2 separate regions of the Rattus norvegicus genome follow, and region 2 is linked to region 1. The links are chromatin contacts, called in public Hi-C maps. All regions are on one chromosome and are shown on one strand. Each heading gives the region's core, a stretch centred on a gene start, on an enhancer-like site or on the middle of the called end of the contact. The rest is flanking DNA. Distances are from core to core; before and after follow the strand shown. Region 1 overlaps Tns3 (tensin 3). Region 2 overlaps Tns3 (tensin 3).

Region 1 (6,333 bases), core at 1,556-4,055:
GTATATGTGTTCATGCACGGTGTGCATGTTGGGGTGTGTGGGAGCACATATGTGTGCACGTGCACCCTGTGCTTGTGGTGTGTATGTGTTGGCACTTTGTTCAGTAAGGTTTGCTTAATTCCTCCAACTGCACAGAGAAACGAGATCAACATGAGGACAGACTGACTTATTTAGAAATCTGCTCGGGGTTTCCTTTCGTCTTTGCATTTCTACCACTGGTCATGGTAGAGTCTCTCCTAGGTCCTGAATTATTTAAAAAATAATTGTCCATCAAGTGGGTGAGGAGGCACTCGAGGTGAATGGAACAAGCTTACTTTAGCGGTTCTCTTATTTTGCTGTAAATTTAGCAGTAACAGATTTCAAAGCCACTCAAGTTTTTCATCTGTTGGGTATTGGGATTTGGTGAACCAGGTGCTGGGTGACCAGTAATCCAGGACAATGGAGTGGGGAGCCTTGTTCTCCAGGGCTGTGTGAGCATCTTCTGCAGTGGCCTCTTTGTATACATGTATGGTGTCCATGCTGTAAGTCTAGGGACCGGACGGCTGTTGATTTCCTGCTTATGGATTGGATCTACCACATTGATAAAAATAATTGTAGGTTTCACATCGACCCTCAACTATTCCCAAGTGAGTTTAAAGTGCATACACAACATTGGGTGTAGGAAATTAGGGAACCCTTGGGGACAGAGAGAGGACCTGGGGGAACTGAGCAGGCTGGGGTGGGATGGGCGAAGCCAGGGAGCAGGCTTATGTATAAGCCCATGTGACTTAATGTGAGGTCGAGCGACTGGAAAGTGGGAAGGTGCGAGGTCAGCAGACCCCTGCAGAACATTGGCTCTTGCTTGGAAAGAGCCTCAGGCCTGTTTCTTTCCAACTGCTGCCTTCTGGTCTTCCAGCCCTCCCTACTTCCCTGAGGTGTGGGCATCACACCACTCGTTCTGTCTCTTCCCAGCAAGCTCTAGTATGGACTGCAGGTAGCTGGCTTTCAGTGAGTCCAAGGAGGCGCAGAACCTGGAGTTAGGCAGAACTCTGGGTCCCCAGAGTTGTTCACATTCTGTAGTAGCAGGCAGCTTCTTGAGAGCAGCAGAGGTCAGCCTGGATCTCTGGACTGGCTAATGGAGACACATTCATTACATATTTACTACTGACTTCTTTCCTCGCTTCTACACCATCCTGTAGGGTTCAGGGAAGCCTGGATGTCATCGGTTTTTGAGGTGTGGGTGGTTGTGGATGGGCAGGGCTTTAAAGCCACAGTTCTAGACTCCCCTCAGATGCTCGTATTTTTAGCTTTGCTCCCAAGTGTTCTTACCTCCCTGCACCTGTGACTGACTTGAAGGGAATGGGGTATGAATTGGTGATGAGGGGTGACCCCACAGTCGCCCCTCACAATTGAACTTACACCTGACCCTTAACCTAAGGAAGTGTGTGTGGTGGGAAGAACACATAGTTGTTGTCCTCATTTTTCTGGGTTCCAGAGGACACTCTATACTGGTATTACTGGAGTTGTTTGAGTCAGAGTCTGGTTCCTGTAGCCCTAATGGCTTTGGTTCAGTCACTGGTCCTCAATAAGCCAGTTAAAGAAACAAGTGATGAAGAAAAGCAGAGAGAGATTTATCTAACAATATCGTCACACCAGAAGAGGAAGAAATCAAGAGGTCCAGTGACTGGTGAGTCCGCCTTCTTGGACTGGCATGAGGCTTAGCTTTAAATAGAGCACAAGAGTTTGTACAGCTAGACAGTCTCAGTCTTGGTGTGGTCCTGTCCACCATTGACCCATCACTGACCGGCCTCTAGTTTCTTCCACAACGGAGTCCGATCAGGAGTCAGAACTGTGTAAAATAACTTTGAGACCAGCTTCCCCTCTGGCTGACACTTGGCTCCAGATATTTCTTCCGGCATGTGATTCCTAGAGAAATTCTAATTTGGAGGTCTAATTCCATTGTCCCAGTAGATGGATAGCCAGTGTGAGGAGTGTATCTCTCCACCAATACCTTGGCTCTTACTGGGAAGTTAGAGGCTCAACTCAAAATGTTTTCCTTAACAGTCACTCCTATCTCAGACCTGTAACTCTGGGAATGTGAACGGGCGGGATGAGGACGGGCCTGCATTCACACGTGGAGATGTGCAGGGAAAGGGCCCTGTGGTGACAGAGGCAGAGATGGAAACAATGAGTCTACAAGACCCGGGGTCCCAGAGCTGCAGTGGTCATGCTAAGATGCAAAAGACAGGACCAGTCTCAAGAACGGGCCCCATATGTTGGGGGAAAAATGCCTGTGGTGTTGAGGTGTGCACTGCGGGGTTCTTGTTCCAGTAGCCTCAGGAAGCCAGTACTCTGGCAACGTGGTCATATTGCTTAATTGTTCTCCAGACAACTGATGGGAAGAAGCCACTCTGTCTGCAGAGCAGTGAAATAGTCTTCCAAGGAATAATGTGTAGGAGGTCCAGGCCAGGAAGAGAACTGATGGGTCCCAAATGGTAACTGAGAAGCAGCCTTTGCCTGTGACCTGTCAGGGGCACTGGGCAGGACTGCCACACCCCTTTCTCCCAGGAAGGATAGCAAAGCCAAACTACCAGGGGCTCCTTATCTTGCCAGCAGCGATGCTGTGAGCAGGATGCTGGTGGGCCAGCCAGAGCCTGCCAGTGTTCACGGATGCTTCCCTGGGATGCCTGACTCGAGCTCAGATCTTCGCTCATCCATGTCTTGTTTCAGTTCTCTTCTAAAACATCCGAGATGGTTGACCTTGGAGGCATAGATCTTTGGGAAGTCTGTGGCTCCTCCCATCCAGCCACAAGCCAGACTTTGATCCTTCTCTTTCTTTGATTTCACCATCCCCTCCCACACCTAAAATAACATGCATCTTTTGACTGTGTCCAACTGCGAGGGTTTTTCTGGGTTTCTGGGAAAGGCAGACGGGGAGAGGAGGTTCCTGGAAGCCTTGCGCTGTCATCTGTAGCCCCAAGCTACACGTCTTAGCACTGGTCCTAGTGGGAAATGGAAAATGAACCCAACAATGCCCGCCTGTCACAGGCAGGCCGGCTGCCTTTGTCACCGATCTTTGAAAGCCAGGTTGGTTCTTGTTTAAGCTTTTGTCCTCCCTCTGCAGGTGGAGGGATTGTGAGGCAAGGCCAGGACATGTTGACCTTTGGTGGTGTCAGCTTACGCACAAAAGGAGCACAAAGCCCTAGCTAATGATTAAATGCCCACACTGGGCTGCAGGCCCTGGTTACACTTGAGATGATCGCTCCGTTCTCACCATCATCCTGTCCTCTCACTGTGTCCCTTTACTGTGTCTGTGGATTTGAGGCTGGTAGACCTCCCTGGATCTTGGGGCTCTCACTATAAAGAGAGAAGTGAGGCTGGCAGGGCAGCAGCTCTTGACCCTAGCCCCCTGCCCTTCCCTTTCCCCTGGCTCCCTGGGGACCAGTTCCTAAGGCGGTTCCTCTTAAATATTGACCCAAGTCCCCAGGGTGCTGCAGCCAGCCCCTTTCTGAGGGACTCACAGGAAGCTGGGATTTGAGTGACTGGAGTGCTGCCAAGTCCAGTGGCTAGTTTGCCCTGCAGTGAGCCAGGCAGGTTGGCCAACGGGATTTCCTTTATTCCTCGGCCATGCATGTTAATGTGGGGCCATTGAAGACAGTGGCCCGGCCATGTGTGATTGTTGATGGAACTATTACTACTGAGTGTAATCGAATGCTTATTTGCTTTGGGTTTTCACCCCCTGCTAAACCTTTAGAAAACATCTTTACTAGTTATTTGAGGATTTCATATTATGTACTTTGATCACGTTTAATTTCCTCCTCCCCTAGCTTCTCCCAGACCCAAACCACCCCCCTTCAAACTCATGTTACTACTTTTTCTAAAAGTAACCCATGAGGTCTAATTTGTGCTCCCCTCCCCTCCTCCTCCCCTCCCCTATTCCCCCTTTCCCCTTCCCCCTCCCCTCCTATGTGTGGGGCCATCCACAGCAGGTTATCAACCTACCAGGGCCCTGGCTCTCCCTTACCCAGATGCTCTGGAGCTCCTCAATTAGAGACGCAGCTCATGGACCCCTCTCTGCCCTTATGTCCAGAGGATACTGTTTTTCGATCCAGACCTCCCCAACTCCCTGGCTTTTTTCAATCATTCCAAACCCCCCCCCTCCCACCCTTCTGCAATGGTTCTTGAACCGTCAGTGTTATAGATGTCCCGGCTGTGTTTGGCAACTCCGCTGACATTCATTCTCTCTCCTTGGATGCACAGAGACCCCTCCGATGAGGTCTGAGAGCCGGACCGATCTATGAGTAGAGAGATCTGAATTTAGAGGCAGTTGATTAATTATGCCTGTTTTAATAGAAAAAATATTAAGTTCTCCTCTAGGACCTGTGAGCTCCTAGCTATAGGCTCTTGGCCAGATTTATGGATATACTCCTGGTTCTGTCTTTCAGCCTGTGGTGCAAGCCTTAATTCTAATTAGAAAGCAGAAACAACGTTCTTGTTACTGTTACACTCATGGGCTGATCAGATCTGGTAGCTCATAGGGTTCACAGGTGGGTAAGTCTGTTGATGCCCCCCCTTACTTCCCCCAAGCACACAGCACCTTGCAGTCTAGTACTGTGAAAGCTGGCCAGCTTAGGGAGGAACTTCCTGGTCAGCACCTACTTCATTTCTCCATGCCCCATGACTAAAGTGTGTCCCTACTGCCAAATTCTGCTGGACTCCTTGCTTAATTTTTTATTCCTTGGATTGGAAAGCTCTTAGGGTATGGCCTGGTGACGTTGTAAACTCTCAATCATGTGGGACATCTGTTGGCTTAGTACTTCAATGGTCTGAGGGTCTTTTACCTTCCTTAGGCGTGCCCAGCAAGATACCATGCACTGTCCCTAATTTGTATCAGTGGCCAGTCAGAGAGCCAGGACCCGATCTCAAGTTCCTTCCGTACTGACATGTGGCTATGGTGGACCACTTCTACCCTGCTTCCTTGATGTATAGGGGTAGATAGACCACCTTAACTGTGATATTCTGCGGTTGAAGAATACCTGCTATTTGGAAGAGCAGGTATTTGTAGCAGTTCCCTGGGCCCACAGAGAGCAAACACCCCTGGGTGCTCTGCTAGCAGCGGGCTGCTGTGTTGTGGGAGCCTAGAGCTTGAAGATAGTGCCTCCTGCCATCACCGTTCTCCCCTAGTCCACTGGGAACTTTTCATACACGCTTAGCAAAGACTTCTGTGGGAAGGAAAGCCGTTTTGTGTTTATTGGAAACTGTCGTTTTTTTCCCTAGTGGCTCAAGTATAAAGAAAGAACAAGAAAACTTGTGTGGAATTGAATGTTTGGTTCAATTACACAGATGTGCACACATCTGGGGCTAAGCCTCCCAGCATGGGGAACATGGGGAGCCACCTGTATCTTTTCCTCGGCCTTAGAAATGGGGGGGCTGTTCGTGGACTCTCTTCTGAGAACAAATTAGTCCTGGAGAGCAGGCTTGTGGGTGCAGGATCAGGGGCTTCAGAGGAACCCGGTGGCCCTAGATCCAGGTTGAGATAGAGCTTACCTTTGCTGTTACCTTTGGTAGGCACACAACTTTGATCTATAGCTTACTTTAAACACATTATTACTTAAATAACAGTCACGACGCTAGGAGACTCATTTTAATGATTTATGGATAAAAAAAAAAGTAATCACTTAACTTTTATTCTTTCTTCTTTTTGTGCTGGGGATTAAGCCTAGGGCCTTAGCATATGAGAGAGCTCTAAGTCCACTACCCTTCCTGTCTTGTAGGATTGTGTCTTGTGGTTTCCAAAGAAAGGATGAAGGGGAGGTTTGAGTGGCCTGTGCTATCACAAAGAGGAAGTGGGCTGCGGGTCATGTGCTGCCTTGGAGGAAGAACACCCACCCCTGCCCTGCAGTTACCAGAACTGGAACCAGAATCAGATCCAGCTCAGATCCATGAGCAACTGACAGGAAATGAGGGGCCATGATCTATGAGCTAATGCCTGGGAGTCAGCTGCGACTGGAGGCCCGAAATTCTACCAAGTGAAAAGAAACCCAGTCTTTTAAGATTTATTGCTTTTTGTTTTACATGACGGGTACCTGCAGAGGCCAGAAGAGGGCCCTAGATCCCCTGGAACTGGTGCTCCTGGTGGTTGTGAGCCAGCATGTGGGTGCTGGGACCCAAACCCAGATTCTCTAAAGGAGAAGCCAGTGCTTTTTAACTGCTGAGCCATCTCTTCAGCCCCGATCCTGGTCTTTTAAACATGTGTTGGAAAAAGAAGAGGAGGGGCCTGTTGTGTAAGGGAACCAAGGGCACATTCAATCCACATCACAGGGCTTTGATTTGGATCCTCATTCAAACGGATAC
Region 2 (6,333 bases), core at 2,789-5,288, 62 kb before region 1:
TGCCCATCCCCCATTCCCTGTCTTCCTTCCAGTCTGTTGCTCACAGATGGGGTAGCCGGAAAGAGACTTGTTAGTTTTTTTTTTTTTTTAAAGCTATATTTCAGCAGCATCTGGCCCTTCCTTCCACGATGCCTTCTAATTGTTCAGGTTAGGTCCTTCTGCTGGCCACAGGGCCGGCCCTGGGGAAGCTGCTTGAGGGTCCTGCCCCACACAGAGCCCTGCTGCCTGTCTTTGAGCACTCTGTCCAGTCCGCTGGGGCCAGTCCTTGTTGATGACCTTGGTGGTGTTTGTGTTTCCTTCTGAGGTCACCATATCAGCACTCCTAGATAAACAGAGGAAGCACCCTGGACAAAAGAGCTGTCCACTACACATCTCCAGCCTGATTATCTGCTGTTTCCACCGCTCTCTCTTTGTCAGAGGAGCATCTCCCTTATCGCTTATCGGAAATGGGAGGAGCCTGAGGAAGGCTCTCTTCCTGGAGTCTAGCAGATGTGGACATAGGTCTTCTGTCCTGCAGGGACTCGGTGATGTGACAAATCTGCAGGCTGAGGGATAGACTCTGGATGGGCAAGTCGTTTGCAGAGGTCTCCTGGAGACACCCGTGCCTAGGGAAAGATGTTCTAACACTTCAGCGGGTCTGAGAATGGCCGTCACCCACAGACCTTCATGAGAAGCCCCTGTGAGCTCCTTGTCGGGTTCAGACCTAGAGGGAGCCATCTCAGCACTCCACTGCAAAGGACTGCCTTTGCCCAAGTGGTGTGACCCTCAGGATGGTCTAACAGCGGGAGTGACTACATCTCTTGCACTTTGTGTACCTTATTGAACCATTGAGTGTTCTCCACGCCGATGGAAATAGATATAACATTGATACTGTCATTGGTTTCTGATTATACTGGGGACAGTCACATGCCGGGCAAGTGCTGTATGTACCACTGAGCGACAGCTCCCACCTCTGATTATTCTTTTTAGATAGAAAGACTCCACAGGCTGTAAGAGACTGCTGGTAGACTTATGACGGAACCTCTCCTCAAGGTCCAGATCATCTTATCATGGGATAGAGAGTCTCTGTGGTCTGCCTGCCTCCCCTCTTGTGTCTGTATTTGACTTGTACAGTAGGCACTGCAGTTCACCAAGCTGTCCCTGTTTGCAGCTGTGGGTCCTATAGCCGTTTCTAGCATGGGCACACAGTGATGTCTCTGTTAGCATTTCCCTACCCCCTTCTCTGATACTGTTCTCATTGTCTAAACTTGGCCTGGAGTATGGGGATAGACAGATAGACAGAAACGACGGGGCCCTGGTCGGGTTCAGACTGCAGATGTTCTGATTAGACCATGAAGAATCCTAAACGGGGCAGTAAGGGCTCTCTGTGTTAAGGCCCATCAGTAGTATCATTCATTCATTCATTCATTCATTCACTCACTCACTCACTCACTCACTCACTCAGCGCACCTGAGTGATGAGCTGTGATCCTGTTCTAGTGGATGGAGTCCCTGGCCCCTTGGCAGAGACTTCCAAGTGAAAGAACATCACTGTGGTGATAAGGTCACTGAAACAAGACAAAGACAGATAACAAAGTACTTACCGGCAAGGGATGTCTTCTATAGGGCATCGTGGAAGGGTTCCCGGAGGAGGTACATTTTGGCAGAAATTTGAAAGAGAGTTGATAGGGAAGAGACAAGGTTGATAGGGAAATGACCCAACAGAGCTTGTCCGGAGGCAGCAGCATGCAAGCAGATCAGACAACTGATCTGGGGGGAGGGGGAGGGACAAGATTAGGTTAGCCCAAGGGGCCTATGGCCTTTTACAAAAAACTGATTAGGTGTGGGAGGAGTTTTGCTGGGTTTTGTGTCCTTCCTGAATCTCCCCAGAAGAAGCTCCGCCTGGCTGGCTTTGGATGCAGAGAGGTCAGAGGTCAGTTTATTGGTGGACTAATGGTGGGAGAGGAGGTGAAGAGCTCGGCCCAGCTCGGGCCTCCCTCTACAGGGCTTGCTGAGGGATGGTTGTGTGCACTGGGAAAAGGGTGCCAGGGTCAATCCACAGTGGTGGTAGAGAATACGAGGGGATGGGAAGGGTCTCAGGAGGAGATGGGACCCCAGTAAGTACTGGGGGGAGGACAGTCAGCCGATGGGACAGTTCTGCAGTGTGGCCACAGGGGACCATCTAGGAAAAGCTACACTCCAAGGTTTTTCAAGGACAGGGAACCGAAATGAGGCATCCGGTGCGGTTTGGGGGTTCAGTATATGTTGAAAGAGTGTGCATACACATTGCTGGGAATATGCTGGGAAGGACAACTGGAGGGAGGGAGGAGGACATGATATCCCTTCCCGGTGAGGGAGCTGGGGAGAGGAGGTGTCCGAATGTCTCAGTGGGATGCAGTGGAGCCTTGGTGCTGGGCGCCAACAGTTCCCCTCTACAGGAGTGGAGGAAGGAGGGTCTGGGTGGGGTTATTTTTGAAGGGTGCGATGCTCTGTAGCAGGTTTATTGCCAAAGGCAGGGGTGGGGAGGACAGAGATGGTGGTTAGGAGGAGGTGCTGAGCCAGCGTCACATGATTGGAGTCCCGAGGCTTGGGTCCTGCAGTGCGCATGCGTCTAAGTTTAGAAAAGACCGTGCCACTGAGTGCCCGGTGCTGGACTAGCCTTTATTTGAGTTTGCGCGTGTCCGTGTTGTGGTTGTACCATGGCCAAGGTAGATTTAGGGTTATGCTCAGGACTGGAAGTGGTAGCCTTGGCCTGGGGTCCCTCTGGTCTTCACTTTTTCTTACAAACCGCAGGTGCACAATGTAGTCTGTTCTTCTGGCTGGTGGAACCAAGGTAACAAGAACAACCAGGGGAGAGAATCTTCTGGTGTCATGACTCCCTGTGCCCTCCACATTTTGGTCAGAAGCAGGCTCGTCCTTCACTCCTGATGCGCCAGTGAGTGGAGATGTTGACCTTTCGGTCCCCTGCAGATGCCTCCCCCCTGCCATTTTGGAGTGGTAGGTACCTCGAGACCCTTAGTTCTTCCTTTGGCTCTCTGCTCCATACTCCATTTCCTCATCCTCTGGGCTCTCTTCCCACCATGGCTCCTTCCCTCTTTTATTTGTCTGAAGGGGTTCCTTTAGTCCTTTTGGGTTTAAGGAGTCCTGCCCCTCTCACTGCTGAGTAAACTCTGGAATGCATGAATGGAGAAATGGTCTCCTTAGCAGCTAATCAGAAATTCAAAGGGCAGCTGATAGGAGGCCTTGCATTCCAAAGACCTAACCCTGGGTGTAACCCAGGGGTGTGGCCTCCAGTGACAGTCACCTTAAACCTAGTGGCTGTCTTTGTTGATCTACACACTTACTCTTTCTCTAATGCAATGTGAGGCCTAGCTTCAAGGGATGTGGTCTGAGGGACCCAGTGAGACACTCGTGCATGTTGGTGTGCCAGCACAACAGTAAAGGGGCCCTACCCTAGCCAGTGCCAGCCCCCACCCACACTATCAGTGTGAGGACAGTGTTCTTTTTTAATAAAGGAGGATTAGGAAGATTGCCAGTCCCGCACTATAAGTATTCTCCAGTGACTCTTGAAAATTAAAAGCAACTACTCAAAACTCCTTGGGAAGTTGAGAGTTGACACTTTGTCATCCGCCCTTTGGAAGCCATTCCTGCATTTGCAGAGTGGTTGTGCATGGGGAGGAGGTGGAAGGTAGGGGCTGCCCCTTGTGTGGTAGTCATGTGTATCAGTGCTCTGCCAGGCTTGATGAACACTTGGGGTCTGAACCTCAAGGCCATTTCCATGAAGGGGTGGGGGTGGGGAGGCTACTGCGGCTTGTTTGGATTCTCTGAGGTGTCTGTGAAAGGTCTGGGTAGGGAAATGCTGACTCATGGCCACCTGAGCAGCAAACTTACCTTGGAAGACTTCGATAGTAAGTAGCTAAAACTTGTTTTGTTGATGAAAACAGAAATAGGGGTGGGGCTTGCAGAGAGGCGGAGGAGTTAGCAGACAGCGAAGAAAGCCCCTCCCCACTCCTCCAGTGTCTGATTAACATTCAGTAGAAGTCTTTGAGATCGGTCAGCAGTAACGAGGGAAGAAACGGGTGACTCAGTGAAGTTAATATTAAACCTGCCGTTGAATAGCTAGCCTAACTGGAGTCTCCCAAGGCATCCTGGTCTTTGCAGCCTGTGTTGCCTATTTCCCCTTAGGCATGTCTGCTTGGGAGAATGTCCCAGGCTCTGGGCTTCTTGTTCCCAAGTCCATCGCTCCTAGCGTGTCAACTCAGCTGTAGCCATGAGCCTCGTGGGGGGATTTTGAAGACATGTTGTATCTGGGAGCCCCCTCAGGATTTGTGGTGTGAATGACTGGGGTAGGGTTTGATCAGTTTAGGATGTTCTGTCCTCCTCCAGGGGAGTCTAAGGGTCACTATGGCCCGTCCTGACCCTGGGTGGCCCCTCTGATGATGTGCCAGGTTCCCTGCCCAGGGTCTAGATGTGGTTTTGTTGTTGTGTGCTGGCCCCAGCAGGAGAAGTTGGGTCGTTTCTTGTCTGGAGAGCGGGTGAGGTGTCTAAGGACTAGGGATAACCCAAGGGTCTCCCTGGGGATTCTGGAAACAGACTGAGAGAATCTCAACATTGGAGGGTACCGGCTGGGATCTGGATGGAGATCAGGCTTGGGTTCTTCTTAGCAGACTGCCTGGGGAAACTGCACAGGTTTTCTGTAAGTTAGGTCGGATTTCTAACTTTCATTTATTTCGAACATAGAAATTGTTCATAGGCATAGAACCCAGTGGTGTGTGTGTCTCTCAGCTCTAGCACAGTGTTTTTATATAAGTGTGCACTACATCCCGATAACAGTGGGGGTGTTAGCATGTCAGCCTCTCTCAAATGCTTGTTATTTTTTTGTAGTGAGAGCATTGAAGTCTTCTGTCTTGCAACACATGATCTGTTATTCTCAACTCTGGAAGTCTGTGAAATAAAAACCCAGAATTTGTCGCATCTAAAAACTTTGTGGGAGTTGGGGATTTAGCTCAGTGTGTGTGTGTGTGTGTGTGTGTGTGTGTGTGTGTGTGTGTGTGTGTACACCATATGGTTGCTAGTGTCTCCAGGCTGGAACTGGTGTTATTGATGGTTGTAAGCCACCGTGTCAGTGCTGGGAATTGATCCCCGGGTCATTCTTATTGTTGTCCTCCTCTTTTACGTCCTCCTCTTCTTCTTCCTCCTTCTTTTTCTTTCTCTTCTTTTGAGACGAGAGTCTCACTATGTGTCCCTGGCTGGTCTGGAATTCCCTGTGAGGTCTAGGCTGGCCTTCAATTTTTAAGAAATTGGCTTGCCTCTGTCTCTTGAGTGCTGGGATTAAAGGGCGTCACATCCAGTTTAGAGCACTGCTTTATAAACGTGGGTCATGATTCTACAAGAGTTGTATAACTCAGCGTGGGGCACAAGAGAGCATTTGGCAACAGTCGAAAGTTTGTAAATGCGCAATGACCAAATGAACCCAAAATCGAACGCTCAGTGGGTGAGAACTCTGCTGCAGCGCTCGCTTGGGTCATTAGGCTTCTCTTTGGCCTTGGTTCTGCAGGCAGTGTGCACACTGCACACTGTGCATGCTGCCTTGCAGTGCATTGCCAGTGAACACAGCGCAGCCTGAGACAGTGCCGCTCCAGACTGTTACATGAGTATCAGTGTTTTCAGTGTAACACAGTTTTCTGCTCTTATAGAAACATGCGGAGCTAATTATCGAAAACAAAGATTTAACATGTCTGTGCCATTTTCTTCCAGCATGTATTAAATTAGCATAATTTACATTACATTGCGGTAGAATTTTTTTTTAAACTGTGTATATGGCTGCATATATGGCCGTGCATCATGTTTGTGTCTGTTGCTCTTGGAGGCCAAGAGAGGGCATTGGATGTCCTGGAATTAGAGTTGCAGACTGTTGGGAAGAAGCATCGTGTAGGTAGATGTTAAGGATCAAATCCAAGAGCAGCCAGTGCTCCAAGCTGCTGCCCTGACTCTCTAGCTTCAGAATATTTTATTTTCCAACCGTTGTTTGGGTTGCTGGCTTGAGGTTCATAAATAGTTGCTATGCAAAGGCCAGGTACAGTGCTGTATGCATGCCTGTAAGCCCAGCACTGGGAAGGCCGAGGCAGGTGAGTCTTTGTGAGTTTGAGGCCAGCCACGGTGCATAGTGAGACTCTGTTCAGAAAACCAAAACTAAAATTCAGTGAATTTTGGCTTGGGATTAGGAAGTCAATTGATTCTGAAAAACCTTGAAGATGTTCTGTATGCTGTGTGTAAAAATAAGCAAACAATTCCACCTCATTAGTATGCAAATTTGCTTTAGTCTTTAATCCGCGGTAATATGTATGCCAAAGAA

The links. Hi-C and Micro-C count contacts between places; a contact is called where the count stands out from the background.
Region 2: a Hi-C map of kidney shows a contact between it and region 1, with 1.9 times the contacts expected there. The contact joins two enhancer-like sites. A contact is called at or near these places in 3 of 12 Hi-C or Micro-C datasets (hepatocytes, kidney and liver) and 1 of 1 datasets of contacts at active chromatin or transcription factors (oligodendrocytes).

Annotation. Positions count from the first base shown.
Region 1 is chr14:87,523,978-87,530,310 of GRCr8, reverse strand. All of the region lies in intron 4 of Tns3 (tensin 3), which reads left to right. It overlaps LOC120096660 (a long non-coding RNA gene), which reads right to left. Exons shown (of 3, transcript XR_005493413.1): 3 at 4,149-4,274. Among named protein-coding and RNA genes, the nearest start is that of Tns3, 92 kb to the left of the region's middle. Within about 2 kb of position 2,805, at least 15 of the 93 cell types and tissues checked have an H3K27ac peak or open chromatin away from gene starts, as enhancers often do. A contact at or near this core is called in kidney, where this site is marked.
Region 2 is chr14:87,586,811-87,593,143 of GRCr8, reverse strand. All of the region lies in intron 1 of Tns3 (tensin 3), which reads left to right. Among named protein-coding and RNA genes, the nearest start is that of Tns3, 29 kb to the left of the region's middle. Within about 2 kb of position 4,038, at least 18 of the 93 cell types and tissues checked have an H3K27ac peak or open chromatin away from gene starts, as enhancers often do. A contact at or near this core is called in kidney, where this site is marked.